Regions from separate parts of the Mus musculus genome. Here region 2 is linked to region 1. Evidence: chromatin contacts called from public Hi-C data. All regions are on one chromosome and are shown on one strand. The core of a region is the stretch at or near the end of the contact, and the rest is flanking DNA. Distances in the headings are between cores, read along the strand shown.

Region 1 (5,764 bases), core at 1,886-4,385:
TACTGTTCAATGGCTTATACTTTTTCATAAAAATAGACTAAAGAAAAATATTCTCTGTTTCTGAGAGTTTTCATGAAACCAAATGTAACGTAAGCTATTTGCCAGTTATTTCTGATTAATATCTCTTTATTTCTCAGTTGTTTTAGCTTTTTGAGATGAGGACTTATGGAACCCAGGCTAGCTTCAAACTTGCTATGTAGCTGAGGCTGACCCTGACCTGCTGATGCTCCTGCAATCTAGGACTCCAGACAAAACCTCCATGCCTGGCTGAATATATTAACTTATTTAGTTTCATTATTCATACCTTTCAGAAAATGAAATAACAAAGCGAGGGCTTAAACAACCTACATGTAATAAAAGAAAGTAAGAATTTGAATCTAGAGTGTGTGCTTTCAAAATGATCTCTTGACTACCATGGTAAACTTCCTATTGACAGGCAGGTACTTAGTATTTTTGAGTTTTGCTAGCCATACACCATGTCACCACCACTCAACTTTGTTGGAGCACAAAAGTAGTCACAGACTATGTGTGTTTGGAAAAATGAGAATAGTTTTTTGTCCCCCAGTAAAACTGATTAACAAAATCTAAATATGGAGGTCTATTAGTCCCCTGGGGCAGAAGCTGCTGACCCCGCCCTGCTCAGAAAGGGGGTCTCTTTTCATGATCTTTTTCTCTCCACTGACACCTCTCAAATCTTCTCTCTCACACTTTGAAAAACTATGACCTCAACCCCACAGAACAATTTTAAAACACTTCTTCTGAGGTTCAATTTTCTCACAGTTTTCTTGGATGATTCACATGTTCTAATTAACACCAATTATGCCACAATTAACCTGAAGCAAGATGAAACCTTTCTAAAGCTCTAATAGAAACAAGCACTGTATTTTCAGTATGAAAATGACAAATACATTTGAAACCTTTTCTGACAGCTGAGACAGGAAGGCTACAAATTCAAGGCTTGTTTTGGCAATAGAGTAAGAAAGAGGAGGTTTAAGATCAACCTGGCCATGTGAGACCCTGTCTGAAAACTAAAGAGTGGGTGAGGGAGACAGTTCAGAGCAAGGCTAGCTCACATGAGGCTCTAGTTTCATTCAGTTATTGGATACAATTTTAATGACATATACCATATTTAATAATCACAATCCAATCACTTTCAAGACACAGCTCCACTGAGGTTTATAACCACACAGAACAGCCAGGTCTCACGACAATCATGCACACCAAAACAACTACACAAAGAACTAAGATTCCCAGCACTTGCACTTCACAGCTTAACCACACACCTATCACCAGGGCGCTTTATATGCAAAGGCATAAGCAGTGTAATTATAAAAGAAACTACCCACCTCCATCAGTTCTCTCTCTCTCTCTCTCTCTCTCTCTCTCTCTCTCTCTCTCTCTCTCTCTCTCACACACACACACACACACACACACACACACACACACGATATTCTTTAAAAATATAACCAAGGCCCAAATTAATTGGAAAAGTAGCATAAATTGTGTTTAATCAGCTCTGTAACTAAAGGTGGTTGGGTAACCGCCCTCCCTTTCTACCTGCAGTACCTCGCTCAATCATTCCACTATCCTCCACTTTCTCCTGTGAATATTAGAGACTCTACAGTGAGAAGGCCATAGTACAGTACTGACAGTCAGGAACCAAAGGCTCTGGAGCTGCTAGCATCATCAACAACATTTAGACAAATCTGAGCATTGCTTAAATGATCTATATCTAAAAATTACAGGTTCCCAACCTGTGAGTCATGACCCCCGCCCCGGGGGGTGGGGTGGGCAAACACTCTTTCCATGAGGGCCACCAAAGACCATCATAAAACACAGATATTTACATTATGATTCATAAGAGTAGCAAAATTACAGTCATGAAGTTGCAACAAAAATCAATTTATACTTGGGGGTCACCACAAGAGAAAATGTATTAAGGATTGTCATTAGGAAGTTGAGAACCGCTGCTCTAGAACATTCTACAAACTCATCTTTCCGCTAGGGAGAGCTGGAAGCAGAAGGCCAGATATGGTGGCACAGGCCTATAATCTCAGCACTCAGGAGAAATGAGCAGGAAGGCAGAGAGTTCACGACTACCTTAGGCCAAGATCTAGGCTTAAAATACAGAAACAAAGAGTCTTCTTCTCAAATGCTAACTATTCTCTGAGAACCTTAAAAATATCACTAATTCCCGCACTCCCGGGCAGACCTAGCATGAGCAACACGCCACAGGCTCCATGCTTTATGCCCTCTTTTGTGGTTATCGTTTGGTGATTTTTGACTTTGGTTTTCGTTGGCCTAGTGTTTTGCTTTTGTTTTTCGAGAGAGAGACAGAGAGACAGGAGAGGAGAGGAAGATGAATTTTGGTGGGAAGAATCTGGGAGAAGTGGAAGGAGAAGAAAGAATATGCAAAATAAATTGTATAAATTTTTTTTAAATAGTAAAATAAATAAATAAACCTGTCTGATTTTATTTTAAAAAGAAAGCCCATGATTTTTATACTTTTCCTTTGTTTTCATTATTTTATATTATTTTTAAACCAAGACTCATATACTGAAAGAGCTCATATTTTGTCTTCTGAAGAAATCTACTCAACACAAATAGTCATAAAGAGACTTGTCTAAAAAGAGCAACAGAGCGCTCTCTCGAGCCCAGTGTCCCGTAAAGCTCACTGGTGTGAGGCTCTCTGCTATCTCGGCCGCACACAGGAACCACCATGTTCACACATACGGCACAGCTGCTCTAACATTAGTGGATATAAACATGTCTTACCAAGTTACGCTTTTTTAGTGGAAGAAAATAATAATAATGGCAGAAAGAAAACATCAGTGCGTAGCAAGTAAGCAGCTCAGTGTAGAAACACAACTGCAGAAAGAGCCAATGGTTGTCTTCACCCACACAATTGTTTATCCTAAAGGGAAAATGAAAAAGAAACAGTGAAGGTTTAGTAAGATGCTCACATCAGGATCATGAAGGTAAGTCTCACCTAAACCTCAACTCCAGCTATTTAAAGATACACATTTTAACATGCCTTCTCCTTTACCAAGGAGGCCAGCTAGAGACTACATTACTCCAGCTCACATTAGCCCGGTGCCCTGTGCCAACTGACACAAGAAGATGCATAGTGGATTAGGTCACTGGCCTGAGGATACTCAGAAGAGACAAAGGCTGGACCCTGCCCTTCCTTGCAGCACTTTAGCAGAGGAGAGCAATTTAAACACTTCAGAGAAAAGCAACTCAGACTTGCTACATGGACAGAACTGAGAGGCTCACCATTTTATTTTTATATGTTTACTTTATGAAATATCTATCCTTGTCTGCTGAAACTAAAAATGTATTCAAAACCACTTACATGTACTATCTGTGAAAACAACAGTAAAGTCTAACTATAATAATGATAATATATAATCATAAATTATCAAGGTCCATTTAAAATGAGTATCCTATTTTACAAAATGGGTATATTTTTAAGGTACCATCTAATTTAAATTTTAATATAAAATTATTTTTCTCAGAATTATATGTTTTCCTTTAAACTAGGACTACACTATCACCAAAGGAGAGAATGCATATATATATACATAGCAAGTTCAATCCGTAGCTTAAATTGTTAAAGATATATTGTTTTACATTATTTTAAAAAAAATCAAAACTAGAACTGAGCTGGAATGCTTGTAGAGGTTTATCTGAGATTACAGAGCACACACTAGGTAAACAGGTCAACTCTAAGCCCTGTAACCTGAAAGAGAGACTCTTAAGAGAAGTGGCTCCCCTAAGCCTCAAACTCTGCTCGGTTGTTGCTATGCATCCTCCTCCCCTCCTCTAGTGCAGAACAACACAGCACAGGTCCTTGCTCGGAAACAGCATCTAACCCTGAAAGGCGAAGAGCCCTTGCTTAGTATGCGGTGCCTGAATTTAAACTATTTAGAAAGAACAGTCAGAGACAAAACAAAGACCAGACGTAGTGATCATCAGATCAGAGCTGAAGCTGAGATGGTTAAAATGTAGCAGTTTGTTAAAGTGTAAGAATCCTCTGCTTCAAATTAATACCATGCACTGTCCTCACTCGGATCTGAGCGGCACTCTGCTAGAAAATTCAATCACAGAAATCCCCAAATCTAGAGCAGGCCACCTTCCTTGCTAACCTCCCACCAATACCCTCAACCAGACACTGAAGCCTAGGAACAGAAATATCTCAACAGTACACTGAAAGTTAAAGACAGCTTCATTTCCTCACCAATGACCTAGTCTTTACCTTAAACAAATATCACTAATACCAACAGACACACTGCCCGGATGATTTTTTTTTTTAATTATAGCACTCTTTTGTAAGGAAGCAGCAGTACCCAGCTATTCCATAAATGCTTATTATATTTTTAGTTGATTAGGAAAAATAATACAAAAAAAAAGTACTATGAGCTTTTAGTGTGAGAATTAACTACCTGAAGATTTCACATAGTATTTTTGATATGCTATTATTGTGACTGGAAATACCACTGAGGTTTAAAAATACGGTACACTTTTTAAACACTGTATGGCATAGTATATAGTATCTTACAGTATATTTAGACAATTAGAAAACCTAAAGTGCTTTTATTTAAAAATGCTAGTCTGTTTTTCTAGTCTCTGGAAATCTATGTAAATAAACAGTTTATAGTTAAAAAAACATTTCAACTAAAAGTTTGTTAATTAACAATGCTATCAAAATGAGTTAAACATAAGGCAAGTGAAATTGACTAGCATCATTAAACAAAGGAAAACTGCCTTCCTTGGCCAACTGCAGGTAAATGGATGTAGGTTAAAGGAGGCTATTATACAGTTAACTTCCTGTATGCATGCATGTATAAATAGATATATATGGACATATATTTATAAAGTTCTATTATACCAATTTAAATATTTAAACAAGATTCAATGTTAAATAAGCAAAATTAAATATAATACCTTGCTCAAAGTTTTTTGTGACAGCTTTGAAATGAAATACAATCGATTCTCAGAGCATTTTTTAGATCTACTTTTTAACAGTATGACTTTAAATATTACAACAGAGCCCCCTATTGACCAAAAATATTGGCAGTTCTACAGAAAGTTAATTAGCACTTACATATATATATATATCCAACATGTACAAAATGTTGCTATCCAACAGAAAACACTCTAAAAGGTATAATGAGTAGAAGAGAGTTATCAGTGAATGTGAAAAGTGTTGTTCTTCTCCTGAGTAAGAAAAGAGGAATCTCAGCAGTGGACATTGCGGCTTTTCTCCCCGACAGGAAAAACAGCTGTGAGGTAAGTGCTTCCACACATCTGACCTTGGGCCAAATACTCTGCCTCCAAGCCTCATTGATATAAGCACCTTAGTCCTTCTGTGGTTGGGTATGTAGTAATTCTGCTCAAAGTTTTTGCTCAAGTGTTTTCTTGGTAGCAGGGATAAGTGAGGGATAGTTTACTCTGGGATTTGCAAGAATCATTTTTATTACAAAAATGTTTAATGGAGTGATTTTAATGTAAGTTTTTCTTAAAGCTGACAGGTTCTCACTGTCTTTTCCTTAGCTAATCCTCCTGCCGCAGCTCTTGAGTGTGGTGACAAGTATCTCCTTACCAAGGACAGTGATGGTCCATCCTCCTGACGCAGTGGCCGCAGCGGCTGCAGTGGTGGGAGCGCTTCGGCCTCATCAGGTTGCACTTGTTGCAGAGCTCCCACAGCTCCCGCTCTGCAGAGAGAGAGCACACACATCCGCTTACGAGGAGGCACACAAGT
Region 2 (5,764 bases), core at 1,980-4,479, 99 kb after region 1:
AAATCTTGAGGCAAGCATCCATGGATTTCAGTGTTATAAAATAACTTCTATTTATGGCAGTGTCTTCTGAATGCGTTCTGTGACAAATTGTCACCTGCACTAACATGGAGGGCGGGGGTGGGGGACTCTGGCCTGTTGAGGTGAGGTGAGCTACTTAATGAGCCCTTTCACAGAGTCTCAATAACAAGATCAGCTTGATGGATTTTGATATGATATACTTTTTTTTTAACCTTTAGAAAGATGTTTATTTAGCTCACAATTCAATAGGTTCAAAGCCCTCTAGATATGATATACTTAAACACACTCACCAACTAGCTAGCTGCTGCTAACTTGATTAATCTCACCCAGACCAAACTTTCCTATGTTTGATGAAATAGAGCATCTATCAATCCCTCAGAACTAAGAATGCACAGAAAGCACAAAAAGAAAGCACACTGTTTAGCTTACTGCGAATAACCACATGGATTGTTTGCTTTGTGAATAACCCTAAAATCAATATCTAATTACAGATAGGCTTTCATCTACCAAATGGTTCAGGATACTTCTTCAAACGGTCAATTGAATTAACATAGATACTCAGGGGAATTACTACTAGTAGTAAGGACCCCAAGATGCTTCCATTTGTGGGACCTCATGTATTTATCTAAAGTAACTATAATAGTTCCCTATTGTACATATGAGAAAGCTGTTGTGAGCAATCACTAAGTGCAGGCCTGTTCAACTCCAGATCCAAGGATAATTATCCCCACTATATCCCCCGGGAAGGAGATATGGAGACCACACGAACGTTGACAGTTGCTTTTCACGATTCCACACACACACAAAAACGGGTAAGCCTTAAAGTTCTTCATGGGAAAATATGTCTCTTGTAGCTTGGGTGGCCAATACCTACTGGGAAAGAAAGGCTTAGCTAGCATTAAGGAAGGATGAAGGGGGCAGAGCAGGGTGGCAGGCCACATGGGCTAATAAGGGCCGAGTCCCAGCTACCATACTAACCAGCTGCACGCGTGTGTAAGCCTCCTCCAGCTCTGTGCCTCTGTTTCCTTGCCTGCAAGTTCTAAATTATGACGGTTTTAGTGAATAAATAACATTAAGTAGAGCTAAAAATCATGAAATTCTAAATGCCTATGGTTCATATTGTGTGTGTAAGTAGGCTCTGACTGGTTGTTTTGTGACGACAAAACACTATTTAGAATTTTGTTTGTTTATTTGTTTTAAAGCCTCCCTCTCTTGTCCCCTTAGTGTGCGTGTGCGTGTGTGTGTTCAGAAGACAGCTCTTAAGAGTTGGATACGGGGGCAGGGGGTGTATGTTGGGGATTTAGCTCAGTGATAAAGCATTTGCCTAGCAAGCGCAAGGCTCTGGGTTCAATCCTCAACTCTGGGAAAAAAAAATTTAAATTAAAAAAAAATAAAAAAGAGTTGGATAGGGAAGTAAACTCAGGTGTTCCGGGCTAAACCCGCACCCTGTTTGTTATCAGAAAAATGTGTGTTTAGTTTCAGGAAAGAAAACCAAACCAAAATCCGTGTCTGCTTGGGCACAACTATTCCGCTCAAATACCGAGACAACGCAGAGCAATGTTTACTTCCATGAGCCCCCTCAAAAGGAAGTAACAGACAGGATGCTGGGCCCAAATCTGAGTTATTTTTGAATTATCTGTCCGCGGGCATCTTTCTTCACGGGTTTGAGCCATCTCCAGATGATAGCGTCATCTCCAGCATGAGCCTATGGAAAGAGATCTCTGTACAAGGATGCCTATGCCAATCTCAACCAGTCTCCTCAGAAGCCATAGCGCTGTTAACCACGTGATAATGACTCGACTGTGACTAACAACAAGGCTTGTAAAGGGTTCAAGTGTGGCGAAAGCTAGTATCATTGCTGGGGGTAAATTCTGTCACTCACACCATGCTGGCTGGCTTGCGGAGGGCCAAAGGTTTGTACTCACTCAGGGGCAGAACTGAGCAACACTGCATTTCAGTAGAACCATTTTTAAACGACTATAAGGCTGAGTGAAGTCAATTTGTTAACAGTTTTAGAATGTAGTCAACTATTTTTCTTGAAAATAACGTCTTTTCTTTTCTTTTCTTTTCTTCCTTTCTTTCCTTCTTCTTCTTCTTCTTCTTCCTCTTCCTCTTCCTTCTTCCTTCTTCCTTCTTCCTTCTTCCTTCTTCCTTCTTCCTTCTTCTTCTTCTTCTTCTTCTTCTTCTTCTTCTTCTTCTTCTTCTTCTTCTTCTTCTCTTCTTCTTCTTCTTCTCCTTCTCCTTCTTCTTCTTTTCTCTTAAGGTAAGTTATCGCTATCTAATCTTTAGCCCGTGATCTCCAGGAATCAGTTCCCTTAGGCAGAGGCAGTTTAATGGGTGTTTATAGCTTCAGGATTTTAAGTCCAGATACCTGGTCTTCCTTGTTCGTACCTGATCCCTAACACCCAGTGCTGTGCGCCTGGCATATGGTAACCACGGGACCAACATCGTCTGTGGGGTTATTTAATAAACCAGGCTGAGGGACTGCACTTGAACAGGCAAAAGAAGCCGCATCAGAACGCATTTCTGAGACAGGATGTCTGGGTTTGCTAGCAATGGCTGTAGCACTCTCTGGTGGCGAGTGGTGAAACTACACTACAGAATGAGGACACGGAAAATCCAGCCCTGAGAACATTTTCTCAGTTTCTCTTCCCGTTCACAATTCGACATAGAGGGAGCATAGTAGGGCTGTGCTCGTTTATGCTATTATTTATGTCTTGGATATGGTGAACACAAAATTTAGAACGAATTAAATGTTCTCTGAGGCGTCTGGGAAAGGCAGTAAATAACGAAAACGAATGCAGCAGGAGAAATGGACGGATGGACCTCATTGTGACCATCTGTCAGCCAGTAAATTATTCAAGGTCTATATCCAGAAGCATCTGGGAAGGAGGCACAGTCACTGAAATTATCCTGCTCTGTTAATCTTGTTAATATCACAGATTTGTTCTTGTTATGGCCACTATCCTACATCATATATATTTGTGTTTATAAATATCACTTAATATCCCCTCTACTCTATTTTTGTTTATACTATCTTCTTCTTGCCTATAAGGCTTGTTAACTTACAGAGGCAAGTGTTTTCTTTCTTTCTTTTTTGTAAGAAAGAATATATTTGGCTGCTTCTTTCTACTTCATCCCACCCCCACCTCCGTCCCCACCCACCATGGCTCAGAAGCCAGTCGTGACTAACACAGTCCTAGAGTGACCTCTGGCTGCAATACGAACACACACAGGCTTTGAGCTCAGTCCTGAAAGGCCTCCAACAGTCACTTCCCAGGGTGTGAAAGGCGATGCATTTACAACCGTGATAAAAAGGGTGCTGTTTGCTGAGCCTTTTAGTGCCTTTATAATCTGGGAACTACTGGTTTCTCCATCATCTAGAAATGATACAACAGAAATCCCCTCTCCAAAATAAATTGCATGAGCCTATGAAATAGTCCATCAATTTACCCTATTAATTGTAAAGGTTTACCCTGTAAACATTTACCCTATAAACAGTGAAAGACCTGGTATGGAAAAGATTATTTCACGTTCTTAATCGGATAAACGTGACATGCAGAGCCAGTGAATAATGGAAAGTTACCTCTGGGGAGTGGCAGTGTTCCCTGTGGGGTCCATGGCCTGAAATTCCAGGATATCGGAAGTCACTTGCAAAGAAGGGTTTATGATGTAAAGGATGGTCTTATGGCTTAAGTCCTTCTGGCTAAATCGCTCGTGGATGAATTCACCTACAAGCAAGAAATAGATGGATCTCTCATGGATAATCAAATCAAACATCACTTGAGAATTAAAAAACCACACAGCTGTTTTGTTTCAAACAGATTTAAGGAATAGAGTGCCGGGCTGGGGGTTCTATTCAGGCGGTAGTACTTGCCTAGCATGCATAGAACACACCCAAAACCCTGTATGGAGGCATACACCTGGAACGCTAACACTTGAAATAAAGAGAAAGGATGATCCAAAGTTAAAGGCTGTGTTCTACTACATATCAAATTTGAGGCCAGCCGCTACCTGAGACCTTGTTTTAAAGAGAGAGAAAAAAAAGCCAAAGTCCATTTAAAGAAAATTAGCATTGTTGCACCCATGCTCAGATACAAATAAGATTGACTCAAATTCCTCTTTAAGTTTGCTTTGCTTTGGAGATACTTGCCTTATAATCCTAAACTAAAGAGAAAGGGAATGGGGAGTTAATAAAACCTGTCGCCTCTGCCATCCTGTTTAATGAGTTGTTGTGATCATTGCCTTCCTGAAGCAGAGCTAATATAAAATTTAGCAAAGCTATTAGGGGAAAAACCATATTTTTAAAAAAGCAGATGATATAATTGGGGATTCATACTAGGAGAAAGAAATTAATCTCAAATATCAATCTCACCCTGGCACTGTGTTCTGAATAAAACACAACATGAAAATAAAACAAAATAACAAGTCAGTGAAGAGTTCAGCTACTGTGTGTCAGGAGCTGTTTCTCCTTATGAAGATGAATTTAGAAGATTCAGCTTCAAACCCCTATTAGCAACAACATTGATTTATAAACTGAGTCTATCAGCAAGCCCTAGGGAGCACTCACCAAACGGGCCTACCTACACTTACCTGAGTTCCTCTTTAGCTCTGCCAGCAACTAGTAGTTTAAAATGAGGACTTACAAGGACTGAGATGGAAAGTACACCCGCCCCCCCAAAAAAGATGGAAAGTACCTGTTGTTGTGTTCTCCAGACGTCCGTACAATGGGCCTCGTAAAATCTTAAAGATGATCTGGTCATCCTCTGTGTCAGGGTCTGATGCCTTCAGCACACGGGAAGTGATGTAAATCCCATAGCAGCCATTTTTCAAGAGCCCCACTTGAGTAGGGGAGTGCAAGTGTGTGATACGGGGCGCTGCCTTGTCCAGCTGATCCACCTGAATCACCAACGTAGCGTTACACAAGGACTTCTCTCCCTATGCTACACAGGGCTTTCCTGGCTCAACAATAGTGAACTCCTCAACCCAGAGATCGCTTGGAGTCCTTATCTGTTGATTTCTGCCGAAGCCTGTCTTGTTCACCCTATCCTAACAAATACAGAGACAAGGGCCAAGGTTTCCTTTCCATCACAAACCTCCACCCAGCTTTATGATGTCCCCTGTCTGAATTTCCTTACAATATTAGCTTTATGAAGGGACATACCACACCTTCCCACCCAATGCCCATTCTTGCACACAGCACTATGCATGAACCATGACAGAAGCACAAGGAAAACACTAAAAATGACCCCAAAATTACATGGCAAATTTAACGTCAGCACCACGGAAAGATTTGCTGTGTTTAATGAACTACATAAACAGAATCCTAGGTTTTTACAAATGCCAAAGACCTTTCCCACATGCCTTTGCCCAAATGCCAAAGTGTTGAGAAGAAAAGCTGAAATAGTTCACTATAAAAATTATGCAAGTGATTATCTTTAGCCTGTATATTGTTCCACTAAGGCTGAAGACCACCAGACTCAATAAGTGGACTAGATACTTAAGGGTGGTGGATTGGGTAAGGCTGTGTCAGAGATGATATCCCTGGGGCAAGCTGGCTAGCCAGATTAGCTGAACTAGCTAGCTCCGTGTTCAACAAGGGAGCCCTTGCCATTGGAAAATAGAGTAATCAAGGAAGACACTCAAAGTCACCCTCTAGCCACCAGATGGACATACATACACACATGAGCACACAAACATGCTCTCACATTTGTAAATAAGCATGCACACACACCCTACACGCATA

The links. A called contact is a pair of places that touch in the nucleus more often than the background predicts.
Region 2: a Hi-C map of neural stem cells shows a contact between it and region 1, with 3 times the contacts expected there. The contact joins two enhancer-like sites. A contact is called at or near these places in 10 of 484 Hi-C or Micro-C datasets (the N1E-115 cell line, adipose-derived mesenchymal stem cells, cerebral cortex and 7 more), 2 of 115 datasets of contacts at active chromatin or transcription factors (bone marrow-derived dendritic cells and double positive thymocytes) and 3 of 9 other capture datasets (adipose tissue, liver and pancreatic islet).

What each region holds. Positions count from the first base shown.
Region 1 is chr4:82,832,671-82,838,434 of GRCm38.p6, forward strand. It overlaps Zdhhc21 (zinc finger, DHHC domain containing 21), which reads right to left. Exons shown (of 9, transcript NM_026647.4): 5 at 5,606-5,717; 6 at 2,776-2,914. Among named protein-coding and RNA genes, the nearest start is that of Zdhhc21, 24 kb to the right of the region's middle. Within about 2 kb of position 3,136, at least 4 of the 459 cell types and tissues checked have an H3K27ac peak or open chromatin away from gene starts, as enhancers often do. A contact at or near this core is called in neural stem cells, where this site is marked.
Region 2 is chr4:82,931,257-82,937,020 of GRCm38.p6, forward strand. Frem1 (Fras1 related extracellular matrix protein 1) reads right to left here. Exons shown (of 37, transcript NM_001198811.2): 26 at 4,716-4,917; 27 at 3,605-3,749. It overlaps Gm33260 (a long non-coding RNA gene), which reads left to right. Exons shown (of 3, transcript XR_390683.3): 2 at 728-830. Among named protein-coding and RNA genes, the nearest start is that of Gm33260, 10 kb to the left of the region's middle. Within about 2 kb of position 3,230, at least 58 of the 459 cell types and tissues checked have an H3K27ac peak or open chromatin away from gene starts, as enhancers often do. A contact at or near this core is called in neural stem cells, where this site is marked.